2 separate regions of the Sus scrofa genome follow, and region 2 is linked to region 1. The links are chromatin contacts, called in public HiChIP or PLAC-seq maps. All regions are on one chromosome and are shown on one strand. Each heading gives the region's core, a stretch centred on a gene start, on an enhancer-like site or on the middle of the called end of the contact. The rest is flanking DNA. Distances are from core to core; before and after follow the strand shown.

Region 1 (5,115 bases), core at 465-2,964:
CAACAGTCCACACACGTGTGCATGGGGCATCCACTCTATGCAGACCACAAAGAGGAGTGTCCACAGGGGCTTCCTGTTTATTGCAACTGATGGGCATTAATGAAAATGGACTCAGAATCGATATTAAAAGGACAGGATTGCGGAAAGGCATGTTTGGAAACAGAGCTCTTAGCAACGCCCAGTACATCTGCAATCCATCATATCTGTTAAATGGGCTCACTGATGGTACCACCTTCAGGGCTGTCACGAAGCTAAAATCAGTGCATGCACGAGAAGCACAACGGTGCCTGGGACCCAGTAAGTGTTCTACAGGCACTGGATACAGCTGTTGTCATCAGGATGGACAGGCCAGAACCCAGTCCCTCACCTGAGCTTTCTTTCTGGTGTAGAGATGTGCTGAGCACTGGTCTGGGGCAGGGCACTCCAGCCCAGGCTGCATGAGACGGTGCCTGGAACCTGAGCCAGGAGCAGGCCTGAGTGTGCACCAGTGTCCAAGGCCCTGTGGACCTGCAGACGGTCTCCCCACCACACCTCATCTCTAAAACGGGAAGGCCCCCTACATTTAGTGCTCCGATGTGGGGATCTGGGGAGAGAGGGAGGGCAAGGAAGAAGGCCCCTACCCCCAGAAAAGGTCTGGAGAAGAACCTTGAGCCCTGAAAGCTGCCAGCGCGTGGCCTGACAGAGGAGGGGCCCTGCCCAGCCAGGCTGCAAAGTTGACCACCACTGGCGGGGGGGGGGCTTGCAAGAGGCTCTGGGCTGGGTGTTTCAGACCTACTGTGCTACCTAATCTCACACCAGGCCAAGGAGGTTGACACTCTTGTCCAAGTAAGGCCCGGCTGAGTTCCCAGCTCTGTCTGACTCCACGGTCCTGAGCCCCTGCCCCTACCGGACGATAGCATCACCAGAATCCTCTGCCCTACCCTGGACCTGCAGTGCATCAGCATCTCCAGAGCTGTGACTGAGCATCTTCCTGACCACTGGGCTCCACTGGGCTGGGGCACAGTGGATAGAAATATCCCCAGGGACGCGCTGCCCCTGGAGTCCTGATAGGCCTCAGCCCCTCCCCTCTGAACACCCTGGCGCTGCCACCACTAGGCTCCTGGGGGCAGAGACTGGACTCCAATCCCCCTGGCGCTCTGTGGAACTTCATGAGGAGGGACTCGTTTTCCTGGACCCCATCACTGCAGGTGCCGTCTGTCCACAACGGCATTCTGGGAAAGTCACAGTAGTGGCCGTGACAGTAGCCAAGCTCATTCCACACTGACTGGCCACAGGCACCTGTCCTGCAGACCCGTCACCTCGATGCATGCCCACTACAACCAATGAGGTTCACCATCCCCTTTCCCGATGAGAGACTGTGGCTCAGAGAGACCCAGGAACTTGCCCAGAGTGAGGCTCGCTAAGTCAAGGCCAGGATCCAGGACCTGAAGCACGAGGCTATATTGGGCCCTTCATGAGTGATTATTCTCATTTCATTCATTGAGCCAGCAGCAGCCTCCTGAGTAACTGAATAGCCTTTGCTGCCTGTTTCCATCATCTTTTTATTTGGTTTTCTTGGGCTCCTGTGTTACTTAGTGTAGGCTTTGCCTGGTGAGAAAACTCTCTTTGGCAATTGAAGCAGGACGATGGGGGTCGGTAGATCCCAGACACGCTCGTACCATTCTGAGGTCACCAGAGCACTTTGAGAGGCTGGGCAGAGCCACGTGACCCCCATTTTCCAGATGGCAAGGAAGGAGGGTGGCCAAGCCGCCTGCTGGAACTCTGCCACACACCACAGAGGGACAGCCCTGAGCTCACCACGTACTCATGAAAACCCTCCTCCAGACCCCTTGAAACAGCCCCCTTCCCACCCTGTGCCCTTTCCCCAAGACAGGTGTTCATTGGCCCAAGGAGGCAGAAAGCGAGCAGCCCCTAGAAGCTCTGCTCAGCTCCATGAGGGAAGGGTCCTGGGCTCAGCCTGGGAGGCACCTCTCTCTGCTCCCTTCAGTTTAAAATAGGCCACGAGGACGCCTGCCAAGATCCAACACTCCTGGCAAACACGAGGGTTATATTTCTGACTGTGCACCGTGAAACACCAGGGAAGGCTTCCCAAAGCAACAGCTGACTCCGACTGTGATGACATGACGATCCTGAGTCGGCCGGGGCCCAGCCAGCAGCAGGCTCCCCAAGTGTGTGCAGTGGCGGGGGGGGGGGGCGTCCCCACCCCAGCTCGGGGAGCAGGGTGGTGGCTATATAAGGCCATGGGCTGGGGGGAGCTAGGAGGCGGGGATTCCTCTGGCCCCCACAGGAGCTCACACGCACACAGGCCTCTGTGCACACCTGCCACGGATGAACATTCCTGCATGCCATTCCCTAGCCCGGAATGGGCTTCCCCATCTCGCTGCCACCCCTGCACCCTCCAAACGCCACTCCTGCTCACCTGCTCCCGGAAGCCTTGCCAGAGGCTCCCCTCCCTTCAGCCACACCAGCACCAGATGGCGTGAAACCACGTTGCCCATGAGGAATGGGTGGGGGAACCAGAGGGGTTTGGCCTGTGGGGGCCTAGGGGAGCGGTGAGGAGCAGGGTGCAGGTTTTAAGTACGAGAAGCACAGTGTCTGGACTTATAGTGGTTCACAGTGTCTGGACTTATTCCATAAGGCTCGGGAGGGCACGGCAGAGACAAGAGTCAGAACCTACAGGTGAAAAACGATCCCTCGGCCTCCCTCACCCAGAGACCCAGAGCTGACCAACAAGGCGGCTGCCACTAGCAGTCTGGGCACAGATGGTGGGCAGCCACCTGCCAGGAGCCTCTGCTTTGGGGCAGAGGGTGTTCCGTGGACCACTGGGGTCCCAGCCACTTTCGGCTCTGTGTCCCCACATTACACAGGAAGTCCCCGGAAGCAGGGTCCTCTCTCCAGTGTGCACTCAAGCGTGGGCTGAGTGGCTGCCCAGTTCCCAGGGGCTGCTGGCTGGTGCTGACGGTCAAAGTTGGAGACAGGAACCCACTGTCCTCAGCATCCTCCTAGTTCTTTTAACTCAAGGTGTCCTTCGCAACAAAAGAATCTCCTCCCCCCCCCCACACACACACCAGGAAACTCACTGAAGGTGAGCTGAGGTTAGCTCTGCATGGTGGCATTAGGAGTGATTTTAATTCGTGCTATTTTCCTACCTCTCTATTCTTCCCAGTGCCCTTCAATGGCCACACACAAATTTTTTCGTCCAAAATAAACTTTTGGGGGAGTTCCCCTGGTGGCAAAGCATTGTGACTGCAGTGCCTCAGCTCGCTGCTGTGGTGCAGGTTGAATCCCTGGCCTGGGAAGTGTCCGCAGGTGTGGCCAAAAGGGGTTAAAAAAGAAAAAAACTTTTTTTAAAAGAGAACCACTTTTCTTCTCTCCTCCCAGACCCCCCCATCCATCAGTAGTGGAGATAGCCACCTGGAACCCCACCTCTCCTCCTTTCCATGCCCTCTGGCACACTCACCCATACCCAGGGAGAGTGCCACATGCAAGTGGATCGCATTTCTAGGGCCACTTATTGCTGGGAAGGTAACAGCATTTGACGTTCCTGCTTTTCAGGTGCTGGACACCTTGTCACAGCAGGTGCACCCAGCAGGGGCACACTGGGCGTGATTTTCCTTCCTGTCGTCCTGGAAATGGCCTCTGCTGTCGCCAAGGCTCCCTCTCTCCAAAGATGGCCTTGGATCTTTAACATGCCTGCCACCTCTCTGCTAAAAAACCCATGCTGGCATGAAGTCAAAAAGCAGATCTTCAGAACTCTAATCCTGAGCTGGGCTGGGACCAGCCCGTCACCGTGGCACTTCCAAAACACAGGGGTGAAAAGAAAGAGAGAAAGATGAGGAGGAAAGGGAGCTGACAAGGAAAGGAGGCCACAAGGAGATGAGCGCGTGCCTGGGCCAGAGCACGGTGCCACCCTGTCCACCCCAGTCCACCTGCACCTCCCCACTGCGTGAGCCCCTCCTTCACAGCAGGTCCTGGCCATTAACCTGGCTGTCCCTGGGCCTGGCACCCATAATGGGCACAGAAGTCCAAGAGCCAAGCTCTGCATGCCTCAGGCGCTCCGTCACAGCACCAGGAAAGGCTTCTGTGTCATAGACAGGGCACTGTGAGCCAGCTAGCCTGGGTCGGGCCATATTTGCGGTCACCGCGAAGCTGACCTCAGCACGGGCAGCTGGGCCTGCAGTGGGAGCAGAGACAGGCTTCTCACGGTACATCTGTGCAGCAAGGAGGTGTCCTGGGCACCAGCCGGGGGCGGGTCCAGGGAAGGGGTGCCCCGACTCTAAGGGAGAGACTCGCTCTCACATCAAACACACCAGTCACACGAAAAGCGATTGAGAACATGAGACATGAGGGGAGTCTCCTAAAGTGCTGTGAACGCCTCATTCTGGGGGCACCAGAGCAAAGTTGGCAAAATCATGAAGGACAACGCAAGAGTGGCACAGACCTTCCAACAAATCCCCAAATGAAACCCCAGGCATCCCCTGGAGCTTGAAATAAGTGATATGAGAACAAATAAAAGGCATTTCAGCTTTACATTCAGGCAAAGGCGAGGGCCTCATTACCATGGCAGGGGCGGGGGTAGGGGGGACAAAACACAGCCAAGATCAAGGCAGCTCAGATAAAGCCAGGGCGACAGAGCCACAGTGGGCCATTCAAGGAAGCAGACGGCCAGCACCACAGCCAACACCCGTGGGCAAGCTGCCATCCCTGCATGGTGGCCTTGACCACGTGCGGTCACACGGAAAGCATGCAGTCACATCCCAGCTCTGTCACTCTCTTGGAGGCTTTGAGCAAATAACACCCCTCACTGGGCAGTTCTCTGAATGGCAAAATGCAGGAGTGACACGAGGACTAAACCAAGTAAAGCACGTGAACCCCAAGGACACTGCCGCGTGTGAGGGAGGTGCCCCAGGCACCCCTAAGGAGGGTCCACATTCACTGTGCAGGTAACTCAGACATGGATCTGCCCACAGGAACGTCAGATGTGCATTTTGAGAGTGACGTGTAACCAAAGTCTGGCTTAGTCATTCTGTGCCTGAGTTTCGTCATCCAAAAAGTGGACAACCTATTCCACTTCGCAGGCTTACTGCTTGTAAAGATGCACTGCAAACAACAAAA
Region 2 (4,864 bases), core at 1,816-4,315, 220 kb after region 1:
GTACCCAGCGCAGTGGGAGCCAGTGTATCCTGGATGATGGAGACACCAGGAGGCCCACAGAGCCAGCGGTAGATGCAGAGAGATGCAGACAGTGTGTAGAGCCCTGAAGCCACAGTGAAGGTAAGCAAAGAAGAGCAAGAGCAGGAGGACACTAGGAGAAAATCCAGCTGAGTTGGTGGGAAGGCAGGAGACCTGTATCCCTGTCCCAGCTCCGCCACCAGCTGTATAATCCCAGGTCCCTTCCCCTCTGGTGGTTGAGATCATGGCTGGGGAAGCAGGAGCCCAGCTTGGACATGGTGGAGGCTAGTCGGAGGCAGTGCGGCAGGTGGTCTGGTGGGGATGGAAAGGATGCCCTCCCAGACTGTGGCTCTTCCATCAGAGGACATGTGTCCATAGACCCCCAGCCCCACCCGACCATGGGTGAGGACAGCTGACAGATCCTCAGGCTAAAGGTGGGGCACTCCCAATGCAGAGTCCACACAGAGTGACCAGCATGTTCTCTGAACCCCACACCCAGTGTCACACTTGTCCCGCCAGCTACCCCAAGCTGTTCCTCAGTTGCACACCAGCAGAAAAATTGTTATCCCATTTGCAAAATCCTATCTGGGACAGGTTTTTCTGTGTCTCATTCCCCCCTGGGCAGGAAACATATCACATGTTTATGCATAAGGGTCAACAAAGGCAGTTGATCTTGCCGGTATTGCTGATAAGGTACTGTTAGAACTAACTAGTAGTTTGTAAAGTTGAAAGGGCAGGACTTCCCCCACAGGTAGATCTTTACAGAGGCCTCAGGGAGAGCGCCCTTTACAGGAGCTGGGGCCTGGGGAGAGAAGGCCAGCCCGCCCTATTGCCCATGGCCTGGCCTGAGGGCCTCTCTGGCCAGGGATCAGCTGAAACCATAAACACCTGCAGCTGGAGGAGGAGGCTATTTGTGGAGGAAAAAACTTCAAGCCTGACATCTGAGCTGTTACAGCCATTGTCCCTGGAGGGCTGAGGCTTCTGATGAAATCCTACCCCATGTGCAAGGCCACTGCTCTTCCTCTTCCTCGCTCCTGTCCCCACCCAGGTGGGCGTGCCCATTCTCGCCTCCAAGCCTGGTGCACAAGGTCTGTGCCTTCATGGGCTCAAGTCATTTGAGCTTCTCGAGGGCAGGGATAAAGTTGAGCCCCGAAGCTCCAGGCTGCTCACTGGGCACCTCTCCCCTCTGTCCCAGCAGCCACACTAAAGATACTGATTTCTTCCAACTACATGAAAAGATGCTCGACCTCACTATCCTTAGGGAAATGCAAATCAAACTGTGAGATACCACCTCACACCCACTAGAACAGCTCCTGGTAAAAAGTGGAACATAAAGTGTTGGTGAGGATGTGAAGAAATTAAAACACTTGTACGTTGCCAGCAGAATGGAAAATGGTCCAGCCATTTGTGGGAGACAGTCTGGTAGTTCCTCAAAAATTTAAAGAGAATTACCATGTGGTCCAGCAATCCCACCTCTAGGTAGACACCCCAAAGAATTGAAAGAGACCAATACTTACACACCCGTGTTCACAGCAGCACTCCCCACAACAGCCAAAAGGCAGAAAACCCGCAAGAACATCAGTAGAGAAACAGATCAACAAAAGGTGGTGTATACGATGGAAATATTATTCAGCTACGAAAAAGAGAAGAACGAAGGTCTGACATCGTCTACAATGTGGATGAACCTTGAAGACATTGTCCTAAGAAAACCCACCCAGACACAGAAGAACAAGTACTGTAGACTCCACCATCGTGATGAAGCCAGAAGAGGCAAGTTCACAAAGACAGAGAGTAGATTAGAGGCCACGGGGGCCTGGAGGGAGAAGGGAGTGGGGGATACAGTTTCTGTTGGGAAGAACTAAGGGTTTGGAGATGATGGTAGTGACGGCCACGCACTGGGAATGTACTTAATGCCAATGAACTGTGCACGTGCGAAGGGTCACAAGGGTGAATTTTATGTATATTTTCCCCCAATAAAATAAGAAATACATAATTAAAACCAACCCCAGAGTTCCCATCGTGGCGCATTGGTTAACGAATCTGACTAGGAACCATGAGGTTGCAGGTTCGATCCCTGGCCTTGCTCAGTGGGTTAAAGGATCCGGCGTTGCAGTGAGCTGTGGCGTAGGTCACAGACGCAGCTCAGATCCTGCATTGCTGTGGCTCTGGCGTAGGCTCCGATTCGACCCCTAGCCTGGGAACCTCCACATGCCGTGGGAGCGGCCCTAGAAAAAGCCAAAAAAAAAAAAACCCAAAGGTAGTACTATCAGTGCCCCATTCTTCAAATGGGGAAACCGAAGCTCAGAAGAGGTAAACGACCTGCTAAGGTCACACAGGCCACTGGACAGAGTGGACGCGGATGGAGACTCAGGTCATCAGGCCTCGCTAAGCAGGATGCCAGGGGTCCAGGCCAGGAGAGGGAGAAACAGCACAGCTGACGAAGCAGAGGGCAGCGGAGAAGGCAGGAACAAGGGCAAGGAGTCGGGTAGGAGAAGCTCGGAGGCGGCTCCCTGACCCATCCCATCGCCTCAGTGACAAGAGACCAGCCTGCGTGCAGCCTCTGCTCTGCCCCTTGTCATCTGAGTGATTCGCCTCTGGTGTCCCTTATCACAGGGCATTGCCCAGATCCCCCCAAGCCCACCAGGCAAAGCCCCACCTGTGAGTCACGGCTCACTCTCCCCTGCCCTCCTCCACCCAGCCAAGCTGCATTTCCTTCCAGAAAGCTTCCAAGATACCCCAGCCTTCAACGGACTGGCCATATACAACATAAGTGTCACTGGTTTATGGGCCACGAGGCTCCCAGGGAGACAAGGGAGAGAGGAGAGGAGAGGCAGACTTGGGAGATTCGGGCCAGGGGCCAGGCGGGAAGAGGGGGAGTTGCCCAGAGCAAGACAGAGAGAGCCCTAGCCTGTGGGCAGCAGCAGCACCAGCAGCAGCAGCAGCAGCAGCAGCAGCAGCGGAGCGAGGCCGCCCAGGCCAGAGGGAGCCACGCTCACCTCGCACCACCTGCCCCCGGGGCCAAAGCCAGGCTGGGTGAGATCAGAATGACCATCCTGGCAGTGCCAGGGAGAGGGGCATGGCGTGACAGGGCAAAACCAATGCTGCATGAGTTGGGAGGACTGGCAGCCCTGGCCCAGGAGCCGGTGCACAGGCGTGGGGGCCTCAGTGCTCATCTGTCATCTGCGTGTTGCCTGGCCCTGGTCCGGGTGTGCAGGGTGGGTGGGGAACAGGCCTGATCCCGTCCTCAGAGTCCCTGGGGCTCTTCCTCCTCTGGGCAGTGTGCTCTTCCTGCCCACGGCCCGCTGCCCACCCAGAAACCAGCTGAGGGCTCTGGATATAGGCGTGGGGGAGGAGGAGGTCCAGGGCTCCTGCCCAGGGCTCAAGACGGGTCCCCAAGGGAAGGGGGTGGTGAGCAGCCTGAGGGAGACAGGCCTGGGTCAGCCAGGCTGCTGGTCCCTTCCCCCACAGGCACTGAGCCCAGGGTCATGGATACCTCCCAGCTGGGCCGCTCCACTCTGCTGAGAGCCCCCATCAATGCCTGCGAGGCCCTGCCCTGGCTCAGCCGCGGCCTGTAAGACGAGATGGGATAAGCCAGCGTCTGGAGCCCAGCAGGATGTGTACTCCCTCGGAGGACAGGTGCCGTGGGGGCTGGGTCAGTCACCAGAGTCTGCCGAGGGAGCGGCTTCCAGTCCCCCTGCTCAGAGCCTGACCCACCTGAGTCGGGGCCAAGCAGGAGGCAGGCAGGCTTCACAGAGCTGATGAGAGCCACTGGGGTGACACTGGGGTGACGGGAGCACCAAGCCCTGCTCTCTCACTTACCACCTGAGCCACTCCAGGGGAAGCTCTTGGCCTTTCTGAGCGTCTCTCTCTGCATCTGCAGAGGCAGTGACCCTCCCTCTGCTCCCTCGAAAAGATGAGGGCCCATCTCTAACAGGTTCCTGGCCTCAGCCCCCTTCTCACTTCCTCCTCCCGTGTCTCAGCCCCTCGGCCCCTCCCCGTCTCAGCGCAAGGGAAGGAGAGGCACGAAGGATGGCAATGGGGCCAGGATGGCCTGCCAAACACCGCTTACACCGCGCTCCCCCCGGCAACGGCTCCCCTCCTGCCCAAAGGAATTCCACAGCCCTGCTGTCCCAAACCCTGCTTTGACCAAAGCTAGGCTCTCAACCCCAATACCTTTCTATGTGAATATGGATAGAACCATCCACCTGTCACCACTAAGAAAAAGGGACGCATCCGCCCAGATATCCATCAGCTGGGTGAACGGATAAACACCACCGGCTCGTGCGTACAGTGGAAGGTGATTCAGTCTTAAAAAGGAAGGACATCCTGACACCTGAAATGACACGGAGGAACCCTGAGGACATGATGTCAGGTGAAAAAGCCAGCACAAAAGGACAAATACTGTGTGATTCCATGTATATGAGGGCCCTGGAGGAGCTCTAGCCAAAGCGGTAGACTGGATGGCGGGTACCAGGGACTGCGGGAGAGGGACCTAGGGGCCAGTGCTGAGCGGGGACAGAGTTTCAGTTGGAGGGAATGAGAAAGTTCTAGAGACGGGCAGTGGGGATGGCTGCTCAACCACAATGTGAACGTACTTAATGCCACTGAGCTGTACACTTAAGAATGGGTAACAAAGAAACAGTGGGTCCCACTGTGGCACGCGAGGACTGTCTGCTGGCTCTCCAGACCTGCCACCACCGGGGCCTCCCCAACAGGCAGCACCCTCAGCGTTCTCCCCACACCGAGCGCCTCGAACACAATTGTATTTGCCAGGCCATGTGTCCTTTTAAAGCAGGAAGATCAATCCTGCTAGGCGCCTGGGCACTGACCACTGCCCCATCAAGGG

Evidence for each region. HiChIP or PLAC-seq counts read pairs in DNA pulled down with a chosen protein or histone mark.
Region 2: a contact with region 1 is called in an H3K27ac HiChIP or PLAC-seq map of skeletal muscle. The contact joins two enhancer-like sites. A contact is called at or near these places in 1 of 47 Hi-C or Micro-C datasets (skeletal muscle) and 1 of 2 datasets of contacts at active chromatin or transcription factors (skeletal muscle).

Annotation. Positions count from the first base shown.
Region 1 is chr5:66,942,292-66,947,406 of Sscrofa11.1, forward strand. All of the region lies in intron 1 of TSPAN9 (tetraspanin 9), which reads right to left. Among named protein-coding and RNA genes, the nearest start is that of TSPAN9, 50 kb to the right of the region's middle. Within about 2 kb of position 1,715, at least 25 of the 83 cell types and tissues checked have an H3K27ac peak or open chromatin away from gene starts, as enhancers often do. A contact at or near this core is called in skeletal muscle, where this site is marked.
Region 2 is chr5:67,160,451-67,165,314 of Sscrofa11.1, forward strand. All of the region lies in intron 1 of TEAD4 (TEA domain transcription factor 4), which reads right to left. Among named protein-coding and RNA genes, the nearest start is that of TEAD4, 4.7 kb to the right of the region's middle. Within about 2 kb of position 3,066, at least 6 of the 83 cell types and tissues checked have an H3K27ac peak or open chromatin away from gene starts, as enhancers often do. A contact at or near this core is called in skeletal muscle, where this site is marked.